Regions from separate parts of the Delphinus delphis genome. Here region 2 is linked to region 1. A link is a contact called in public Hi-C data. All regions are on one chromosome and are shown on one strand. Each heading gives the region's core, a stretch centred on a gene start, on an enhancer-like site or on the middle of the called end of the contact. The rest is flanking DNA. Distances are from core to core; before and after follow the strand shown. Region 1 holds the start of DDX56 (DEAD-box helicase 56). Region 2 holds the start of POLD2 (DNA polymerase delta 2, accessory subunit).

Region 1 (5,182 bases), core at 1,952-4,451:
TGGGCAGAGGGGAGGCACAGAGGGAAATGGAGGAAAGGCTCTTGGTCCGGGGGCCTCTGCAGCTGACCCGGAGTGGATTTCAGCATGTGGGCTTGTGGTGCTAGAGCCTGGCCTGACTGGAGACTCTGGGGTTGTGGGAACGGACAGGGTGGTGGCTCAGCCATTCACAGAGCTCAACCAAGTAGACCTGTCAGCAAGGAATCCTGTGAGGAGATTACGTACCCGTTTCTTAGCTCCCTGGAATCATAAATTTAAACACATCTTAGTGTACTTCCCTCATGCCCTTCTGCTGTATAAAGCTTAATGCCCTTAGTTGCCCATTCTTGACGTTTTATTTCGTGGTTTTATTTACTTAAAATACATTATTTATCTGACGTACAAAACTAAATTCTGCCCTTCTTGTTTTTCTCTTTATGTTCTATACTACTCCACGTGTGTGCCTACTTTCACTTATAAAAGTATATGCAATTTAGGGCTTCCCTGGTGGCGCAGTGGTTGGGAGTCCGCCTGCTGATGCAGGGGACGTGGGTTCGTGCCCCGGTCTGGGAGGATCCCACGTGCCGCGGAGCGGCAGGGCATGGCCGCTGGGCCTGCGCGTCCAGAGCCTGTGCTCCGGGACGGGAGAGGCCGCGGCGGTGAGAGGCCCGCGTACCGCAAAAAAAAAAAAAAAAAAAAAAGTATATGCAATTTAGTTGTATAGGCTTTGTCATTTAATATTTTTGTAGATATTTTAAAAATTCTAATTCTGGATGGCCACGTTAACGGTCCAGTGAGGTGAAATGCCATAAATGACTCTTCCAAAATTCTTTGGATATTTAAAATAGTTCTTAATTGTCTTCATAGAATTAACACAGGGAAAATCAGGTAGCCTTGGAACTAGTCAGCGTGTGGACCTCTGGCCTGAGCCTCTTGGGGACCATGGGATGTGTCAGGAAGGGAACACATTTCTGCTCTGTGGCTGTTACTAGGAATCTAGCCAGCTAATCAGACACTGGAGCCTGGACTGTGGGAATACAGGAAACTACACAGAAGAGCTGGGGTGGCCTTCAACAGTCTGTCCAGCTGTGCATCTTAATTATGCTGATACATCAGTGTGTCCTCAGTTTCTCCTCCTGTGAATTTTTTGATAGGAAGGGGAGTGGAGTGAGGACAAAGGTGGGAGTATAGCACACCTTTACACTGATGGGCACTTGGAATCTCGATTGCCAGAGGACAGGCTAATAGGTGGTGGCTATGGGGAAAAGAAGGATTTCCATACTGGTGTGTGGTATTCAGACACATTATGGCCTAGGAAGATGTTTCTGAAAGTTCGGCTACATCCAAGGAATTCTGGTGATTTTCTTCCCGCCCCCCCCCAGTACTACCTTGATTCCATTCTGAAAGTCTTGCTTTCTTAGGTTATATAACACCCTTATCAAACAGCCTTCTACCTCCTTACCACAAAAAGGGGGTGGGGCGTAGGAGCCATTCTACTCATCCCATCATCCCTGGCCCAGTCCCCAGCTCTCACTCGGACTGGTAGTTCCCATCTCCATCTTTTGGTTCCAGCCCCACTTTACCTGTGGTGCATGAATTGCTCTCAGTTCTCACCCTAACAACAGCCAGAGCCTAACCTCTGGCTCTCATGCTGGGCCCACGTCAGAGGAGATTTATAGGGTCATGTGAGAAACTCGTCAATATAGATTCCTGGGCAACACTCAGGTCCAGCTGTTTAAGTAGGTTTATGTTTGGGGTGGTGTGGTAGGCAGAATAATAGCCTCCCAAAGATGTCCAGTTAGATGTACTAATTCCTGAAACCTGTGACTATGTTACCAAACATGGCAAAGAGGAATTAAGGTTGCTATCATCTGCCTCTAAAATACGGCGATTATCCTGGATTATTGGGGTGGGCCCAATATCATAACAAAGTTTCTTTAAAAATGGAAGAGGGAGGCAAAAGAAAGTTGCAGTGATGTGAGGTGAGGATCCAACCCTCCATTAACAGCTTTGAAGATGAAGGGGGCCACAAGCCAAGGTGGGAGAGGCAAAAAAGGGATGATTCCTCTCGAGCCTCCAGAAGGGAATGCAGCCCTGCCAACATTGTAATTTCAGCCTAGTGAGGCCTCCTCAGACTGCTGACCTACAGAACCGTAAGATAATAAGTTTGTGTTAAGCCACTAAGTTTATGGTAATTTGTTACAGCAGCAATAGGAAACTAATACAGGTGGGGACTAAGAAAACTTTTTGTTTTTGGCCGCGCTGCACCACTTGTGGGATCTCAGTTCCCCCAAACAGGAATTGAACCTGGGCCACCGCGTGAAAACCCGGAATCCTAACCACTAGGCCACCAGGGAACTCCCAAGAATTCTTATTTTTAACCAAGCTGTGCAGGCAACATGGGCTGCTAGGTTTGGGAACCCCAGAGCAACCTACCTTTTTGTTTCTTATGCCACTCATTCTTCCAGCCTTCATCCTTGTACAATCCAATTGCTATGGCCTGTCCTTTGGATTGCCTGTGGCCCTGAACCTTAGCCCAGCCTCGGTGACCTCTGTTATATGCTGGTACACCCAGCGTCGCTTTCTACTCTCAAAGCCATTGCCCCGTTACAGATTCCCACGGTTCCCACCACTGCTACAGGCAAACAGCCCTGGAACACATATGCTGGTGCACTTTTCCTGAGTACAGCAGGTGGCAGAGCAATTAGTGCTTACAGATAAACCTGACAGAGATCTCCCAGATGCATAATGGTAGGAAAGGGCGCAGGACTCACCAGTGTTTCCCGAACGTGGTAAGCTACCACCCGCAGCATGCCTGTTCTTAGGTAGTACACAGACGAACACTCTAAACATTTATGTATTTGTCAATATAACTAATGCTGGCATTACTGCTAGGGCGAGCCTGCCCCTGCAGCTGGTAACCTTAACCTAGCACGCCACTTGGAGGGCGTGTCAGGGAACCGGCGAGGACCCGAGGGGAGGGTCCCCGCCCGGGAGGGTCCCCGCCCCTCGCCGCCCCTCGCCGCCCCTCGCCGCCCCTCGCCGCCCCTCGCCGCCCCTCCCCGAGACCCCCGGCCGCACAAGCCACCGCAGCCGCAGCACTCCGCGTAACACCGGAAGCCCACTTCCGGGACGTGCTGACTCCTTTGAAGCTGATTGGTTGCTGCTCTGACAAGCCCACGCGTCATCGCGTGCTCTTCCTGTCGCGCGTGCGCGCTGTCACTACAGAGCAGCAGCATGGAGGATCCCGAAACGCTGGGCTTTGAACACATGGGCCTGGACCACCGGCTCTTACAGGTACCGGGGAGGGCTGAGGAGCCGGGCTGACGTGGAGAGGGGCGGCGGCAGGGCAGCGCGCCGCCTGAGCCGTCCCTTGTCTCCTCTAGGCCGTCACCGACCTGGGCTGGTCGCGACCCACGCTGATCCAGGAAAAGGCCATCCCACTGGCCCTGGAGGGGAAGGACCTCCTGGCTCGGGCCCGCACGGGTTCAGGGAAGACCGCCGCTTATGCCATTCCGATGCTGCAGCATCTGCTCCACAAGAAGGCGGTGAGTCGGGGGAGGGGCCGGGAAAGGGAGCAGCAGGCGTCTGAGTTGCGTTGTGCCCTCTTGGAAAGCTGTGCCCGCCCCCCGCACGCACCCAAGTCTTTCCCAAGAACCGGGTTTTCTTTTGACCTCTTACCCGTGAAGCGTGGCCTGAGAGAACCTGGTGGTTTTGGGGTAAAACGCTCTGGCCTGGGATTCAGGTTACTTGGGTTCTAAGTCCGGGCCCTGCGACCACCGTTCTTTGTGTAATCTTGAGTAAATCGCTTTCTCTTGTTTATACTATAAAAAGTAGGCACATTTTCTCCTCCAGAAAAGCCAATGTCGTAATTAGTACATTTTAAGTCACTTTGTAACCATGAAGTAAGTTATCCTATTTGAGGTCAGTGCCTGGGAAAAGTCTTCTATCTACATTCAGAGGTGGGTAAAGTAAGTGAAGGGATGACCAGACCACAACTGGATTGTTGTGAGGAAGCCACAGCAGTTGGGTCAGATTGTCTGGAAGAGGTAGAGAGAAGCATGCGGTGGCTGTGATGACATGAACCGACCGGCTGAAGTCTTTAATTCGTCTCTTGCAGACAGGCCCCGCGGTAGAGCAGGCTGTGAGAGCCCTTGTCCTTGTGCCGACCAAGGAACTGGCACGGCAGGCCCAGTCCATGATTCAACAGCTGGCTGCCTACTGTGCTCGAGACATCCGGGTGGCCAATGTCTCAGCTGCTGAAGACTCAGCCTCTCAGAGGTGGGTGAAAGCAACAGGGCTGTAGGGGAATGAGTTTGCACTGGGATGTGGGTTTGGGTTTGTGTGCAGCAAGAAAGAGGGCTAATCCAGGGTGAGATCCCAGCTGCTACCCTCTCCCCAATACTGAGGTGTTGCCCACCTGCAGAGCTGTACTGATGGAGAAGCCTGATGTAGTGGTGGGGACCCCATCCCGCATATTAAACCACTTGCAACAAGACAACTTGAAACTGCAAGACTCCCTGGAGCTGCTGGTGGTCGATGAAGCTGATCTTCTTTTCTCCTTTGGCTTTGAGGAGGAACTCAAGAGTCTTCTCTGGTAAGGAAAAGGGGTTGTGAATAGACACTAGGACCTAGAGCGAGGGGGCAGTTCATCTGCCACAGTTAGAGGCTTTGGAGCTGGCGTCTGATGGGGCTCTGTTTCATTTTAGTCACTTGCCCCGGATTTACCAGGCTTTTCTGATGTCGGCTACTTTTAATGAGGACGTACAAGCACTCAAGGAGCTGGTACTGCATAACCCGGTAAGGGCCCTTTGGAAGCATCTAGAGGCGTTGACATGAAACTCAAAAGGACTTGCTTCTCCCTTCTCAAAGGAACCCTTTGTTATTTGGGGTGGGAAATTATTGGTTTAGCATTCCTGGTTCTGATGTGCTAGAAGCCGGTAGTTGTAACCATCCCCCTGTCCCCCAACCTAAAATCACTATGTAGCTCCAGATGTCCGCTAGGAGCTTCAAACCATGCTTTGCCTAAAGCCTGAGAAGGGACCCCCAAGGGGCACAAAGGCTACTTTGAGCAGCAGGGCTAAAGTTCTCACCTTATGTGAACTTTACTCTTCAGGAAGGTTGCTGCTATAGGGGTTCTCTCCTCACTACAGTCATTTATAGCATGTTTCTCTTTGTTCTGTGCCCCAAATGTTTGTAGTTTTGT
Region 2 (5,182 bases), core at 1,052-3,551, 350 kb after region 1:
TGAAGACCCAACACAGCCAAAAATAAATAAATAACTTTATAAAAATAAAAAAAAAAGAACATGTTTGGGCGACTTCCCTGGTGGTCCAGTGGTCAGGACTCTGTGCTTCCAATGCAGGGGGTGTGGGTTTGATCCCTGATTGGGGAATTAGGATCCCGCATGCCACACAGTGCTGCCAAAGAACAAACAAACAAACAAACAAAACATGTTTCATTTCATGTTCAGAAAATCCAAAGTGGGGAAAACAAATTAGGGGTTCCTTTTCTAAAATAAAATAAGAAGTTAGCAATTGCTGGTCCTGGTTCAGTAGCTAAGTGGTATCCGGGCTGGCACCTTTGCCGGACACTACCAGGCACTGTATTCACTACAGAAAGAACGGAGAAAGGCAGTAGTAGGCTGTGCCCCTCCTTCTTATCACAAAACCAGATTTCTCAGAAACCCAACCTTCTACCACCCGCCCCCATCCCTGCCAGACTTCCCCTACATCTCTGCCAGATCTGATCTCATCATCACCCTTGGCTGCCAGGGAGGCTGGGAAAATCAACACTTAAGCCTTTCCATCCTTGCAGACAGCCAGGGCAAGAGAGTTAGGGAAGGATGTTCCGCCCATGGAAGCACACCCACTTGTCCGCAGCCCCCCCTTTCCCAGCCACCATCATTCCTACTATGACTGTTGCCTCCGGGTCTGTGCTACACCCCCACACCTGCCCCAACTGTGTGCCTGACATAGGCCTGCCAGTAGCCGACCTCAGTGGAGAGGCTGCCCAGCTTCATGTCTGAGCAGAAGTATCAATTCCAGCCCCCGGCTCCCTGGCTGTGTGACCCTGTGCAACTATGAATCTTTCTGTAAAACGGAGATCATAGCACCTGCCTCACAGGGCTATGGTAAGACTCAATAAGATAAATGCTCTTGAGACATTTAGCACATTACATGCCCCGCCCCACCCCCACCCCCGAAAAGTGCTCATCTATTCATTCAACAAATACAGGCTGAACTGGGAGTTTCCATGAGTCAGGCACTGTGGTAAGTGAACTAGACTAGCTTTCCGCACATCCTCTGAGGGCAGACTTATCCAATCCAGTCTAATTGGATGTTTGACAAATGTCTGAACGGCAGGGACAAAAGTGAAGTAATGGGTAATTAGATGGGCAGTCCAGCTGACCTGCATATGCAGAGAGCCAGCACACATACAATGGCAGGGCTGAGTCACACTGCCTCAGAGTGAATCCTAGTTGTTACTCACTAGCCGTGTGACCTCTCAGTGCCTCAGTTTCCTCCTCTTCAAAGGGTTATTGGAGGATTAGCTGAATTTGTATGTGTCAAGAATTTAGAACAGTGTCAGGTCCATAGCAAGGGCTTTTATGTGTTATCCATAACTATTATCTACTTTGTTGCGGAGACAAGACTGGGACTTGAGAAACAGATGCAGAGTGAACCAGCAGAACAGCATGTGCTAAAGAGACTGAATCCCGGCGCTGGTGGCAGTGGAGAGGAAGCGTCATGGGGAAGGGCCACTGGGGCTCGCTTAGGAATTCCAAGCGATGTGGATTGGTGGAGATGTGGAAAAGAGCCCGCACGAAGTGCGGGACGGCACGAGAATTCCTTGGTGGGTAGGAGGAGTGTGGATGACGAGAGGCGGTGAGGACAACAGAGACCAGGAAGTGTTGGGTGGAGGCTGGCAGGGCTGTTGGCCCCGTGCGGAAGGCCTCAGCCAGCCAGTCCGCTTCCCTGACCCTAACTCTAAGTCCTCCCCCACTGTTCTGGAACCCAGTGCCCGGCCCTGTCCTCGGACTTGCGGCAGAGTAATCGCTCCCCTTAGGCGGTGCAACAATCGTCCTCAGCCCTCCCACCGTCCACCGCAGAAGCGGGGACCCAGCGGTGTCCTGGGGTGGCGCAAGGGGCGCCAACTCTAGGGAAGGCGCAGTGACCTCAGGGTCAGGCCTCCGGGAAGGGCCGGGTCGGGGCGTCACGGCGCACACGAGTGCACACCGGTCCCTAAGCTGCAACCCCGCCCCGCGTTTCCCTTGGAATCGGGGGCGTGATCCCGCGCACGCGCAGAGCTCAGGGGCGGGGCGCGCGTCAATGGACGGGGCGGGCGCGGCTGTGGGCGAGCCCTGGGTGGGGGGGGGGTGATTAGCATGGTGGAGCGCGCTGTCATTGGCGGGATGCAGCATGGGCGGGGCGAGGCTCGCGGAGTGGCGGGAGGAGGTGCGCGGCGGCGGGCGGTCCCCGCGATGATGAGCATGGTGGAGCACGCGGTGATTGGCGAGATGCCTCTGTGGGCGGGGCAAGGCGCGCGGATTGGCGGGAGATGGCGCGCGGCTGTGGGCGGGGCCGCGGCGTGCGGCGAGGTGAGTGGGGTCTCGCTTCCCCAGGCCGCGTGGATGCTTGGGGGGGCTGGCTCTTTGGGGGGGCTGGCTCTTTGGGTGTCCTCGCGTGGGGGCGAGTTAACAGGCATCTCGCGAGGGAGGTCTGAGCAGGCTCTGTGCTGTACTCCCCCAGACGGCCCCAGGTTGCGGGCCGGGGCCGTGGCCTGGGGATTCAGGCCGCGAGACTCCTTCGAGACTGCGGCCAGAGCGCTGCCGCCGCTCTACACTTTGGGGTAGATAGTTGATTCAGATACCGTCCCAGCCCAGAGCTGTTCTGTAGGGCAGAATTCAAGCCACCTAATAGCTGTGCTAAAAAGGCGGGAGGAAGAAATCGGTTTTAGTGCCACGTCTTTTTTAACCCATTCCATGCAAACTATTATCATCCCTGTACGCATGTAAAGAAATGACTGAGCTGCTCCACGCACTGATCTTGGAACCTGCTGTGGATCTGACGCCTACAGTACGTCTCAGTGGGGCTCCGGGCTGCTTCTGGAAAGTGGGCTCAGGTGCTGATGCCTCTGCTCTCCTGGAGCTTTTATTCTAGTCAGAGGAGGCAGACAATAAACTTAAAATGTATTGTCTGTTGGAAGATAAATGCCATGGAAAACAATAAACATTGGAGGAGCAGAAGTGCCAGGGGAGGGTTGCAGGTGGAGAAGGTGAGGTTTGAGCAGACCTGAGGGACCTGAGGGAGAAGAGCAGGCCTCCTGGTGGGGGGACAGGAGGGCAGGACCAGTGGGGCAGATCTCATAGGCCACTGTAGGGACTTGGGGTTTTATTCCGTGAAATGGGGAACCTTTGGAGGGTTCCGAGCAGAGAAGTGACTGATTTATGTTTTGTTTTATTTATATTTTTAATCATAGGCTAATTATTTTATGGTAGGCTTGTGTAATAATAAGGCTGGCCTCATGCCTTGAGATGGGGCAGGTGCCAGGGAGCTGGATGGAGGCAGATGAGAAATTCCATTTGGGACATGGAATTTGAGACCTTGATCATTGTCTAGGTTGAGGTGTGGAGCAGGCAGTGGACACTTGAGATGGGTTTGGAGAGCGCCAGTGGGAGAAGCATTTCCTAGCTTTCCTCATCTCCCTTTTTGCAGGTTACAGGGGACACTGGTATCCAACCTAGTCGAGTTCCAGGTGCTGTTCTGGCCGGAGTCTGGTGTGCACTACAAGTCTCCCCCACCCTCAGGGCCCTGTGGGTGCGGCGGAGCCACACTAGGGACGCGGCTGCCGCGGAGGTTGCAGGGATTGCAGGACTGCGTTTGTGTCCTTTCAGGGACCGCCTCCTCCCTGTCCCGGTCACAGCGGTCTGGACACGTCAAGCACGGACATGTTTTCTGAGCAGGCTGCCCAGAGGGCCCACACTCTGCTGTCCCCACCATCAGCCAGCAACGCTACCTTTGCCCGGGTGCCCGTGGTGAATTACACCAACTCCTCGCAGCCCTTCCGGCTGGGGGAGCGCAACTTTAGCCGGCAGTATGCCCACATTTATGCCACCCGCCTCATCCAGATGAGGCCCTTCCTGGTGAGCCGGGCCCAGCAGCGCTGGGGTAAGTAATGAGTTTGGGGAAGTGCTTCTGGGTTTGTTGGGCACGGATCTCCAGACCCTTGGGGTCGTCTGTCTTTCCTAATCAAGTGGCCTGGGCAGTGCAGGCCTTTTTCTTTTTTTTCCCCATTTCTTCCTTGGTGATCTTTCCTGCTTTTAAGTTATTCTTGATGAAGTAGGACCCCCACGACCTTCAACTTTTGGGTGATGCCCCATCACCTCATTGTTACTATTTATAAGAGTGGCTTTCTGGGACTTCCCTGGTGGTCCAGTGGTTCAGACTCCTCGCTTCCAATGCAGGGGTCATGGGTTCGATCCCTGGTTGGGGAACTGCTATCCCACATGCCTCGTGGTGCAGCCAAAAAAAAAAAAAAAAATTACGAAAAAAAAAGGGTAGCTTTCCACGTAGTTTTCATTTCATGTGTTATGTCTTTAAACTGAAATTTTGTGGGTGAGACCGTGTCTTATTCATTTTTATTGCGCCCCCCACCCCCACCCCGCCGCCCAGCACCAGGCTTGCTGGGTTTCAGCCCAGGTTGCACATTGGAACCACTGGGAAAGCTTTGGCGAGCACTGGCTCCCAGGCCTGTCCCATCCCACCAGGTCAGCTGGATTGACTCCGGTTTTATTATACGCAGCCAGGAGAACACTTGACCCGATCTCCTAGCTACATCCTCATGTTAGAGATGTTTTCTGTTTTCCTTACTGCAGGCAAAAGTGTTATTCACCTTTTCTCTGCCAGGGTCTCCTTCCTCTGGTTCCCAATGCCTTTCTCTCACTTTCCTTGAAGTCCTCGAGGACACCCTCCTCGAGCCTAAGGTCAATGTCATCTTTTAGATTCTTTACAGCAGCATCTGCTGTGGTACCAGGTTTCTCTTCTTTGTTTTTAATTAATTTTTATTGGAGTCTAGTTGCTTTACAATGTTGTGTGAGTTTCTACCGCACAGCAAAGTGAATCAGTTACACGTATATACATATCCCCGCCAGGTTTCTCTTCTAACAAAGCTGCCCAGTGACAGAAAGCAGCCATTTTATTCTGTTCACAGAGTGGGGCCCATGATGAATGGGGCCTTGGCTGGGTGACTGACAGTAGGCAGCATCGTTCACTCCCCACGTGGCTTCTCTGCGTGGCCAGGCTTCCTCCCCAGAGCTCAGTCCATCTCAGAATTCACCTCTCTCCACTCACAAGTTTCCTGAACACCTCAAGCCCTTTCTTACCTTTGGCTCTCCCTGCGCCTGGCACGCTCTGTCCCCGGCACACTCT

Evidence for each region. Hi-C and Micro-C count contacts between places; a contact is called where the count stands out from the background.
Region 2: a Hi-C map of lung shows a contact between it and region 1, with 4 times the contacts expected there. The contact joins the promoter of POLD2 here to the promoter of DDX56 in region 1. A contact is called at or near these places in 2 of 3 Hi-C or Micro-C datasets (lung and muscle).

What each region holds. Positions count from the first base shown.
Region 1 is chr9:10,864,132-10,869,313 of mDelDel1.2, forward strand. It overlaps DDX56 (DEAD-box helicase 56), which reads left to right and starts at 3,202. Exons shown (of 14, transcript XM_060019829.1): 1 at 3,202-3,273; 2 at 3,363-3,524; 3 at 4,097-4,257; 4 at 4,403-4,573; 5 at 4,686-4,776. The coding sequence starts at 3,214.
Region 2 is chr9:11,214,436-11,219,617 of mDelDel1.2, forward strand. POLD2 (DNA polymerase delta 2, accessory subunit) reads left to right here and starts at 2,302. Exons shown (of 11, transcript XM_060019831.1): 1 at 2,302-2,352; 2 at 3,649-3,922. The coding sequence starts at 3,703.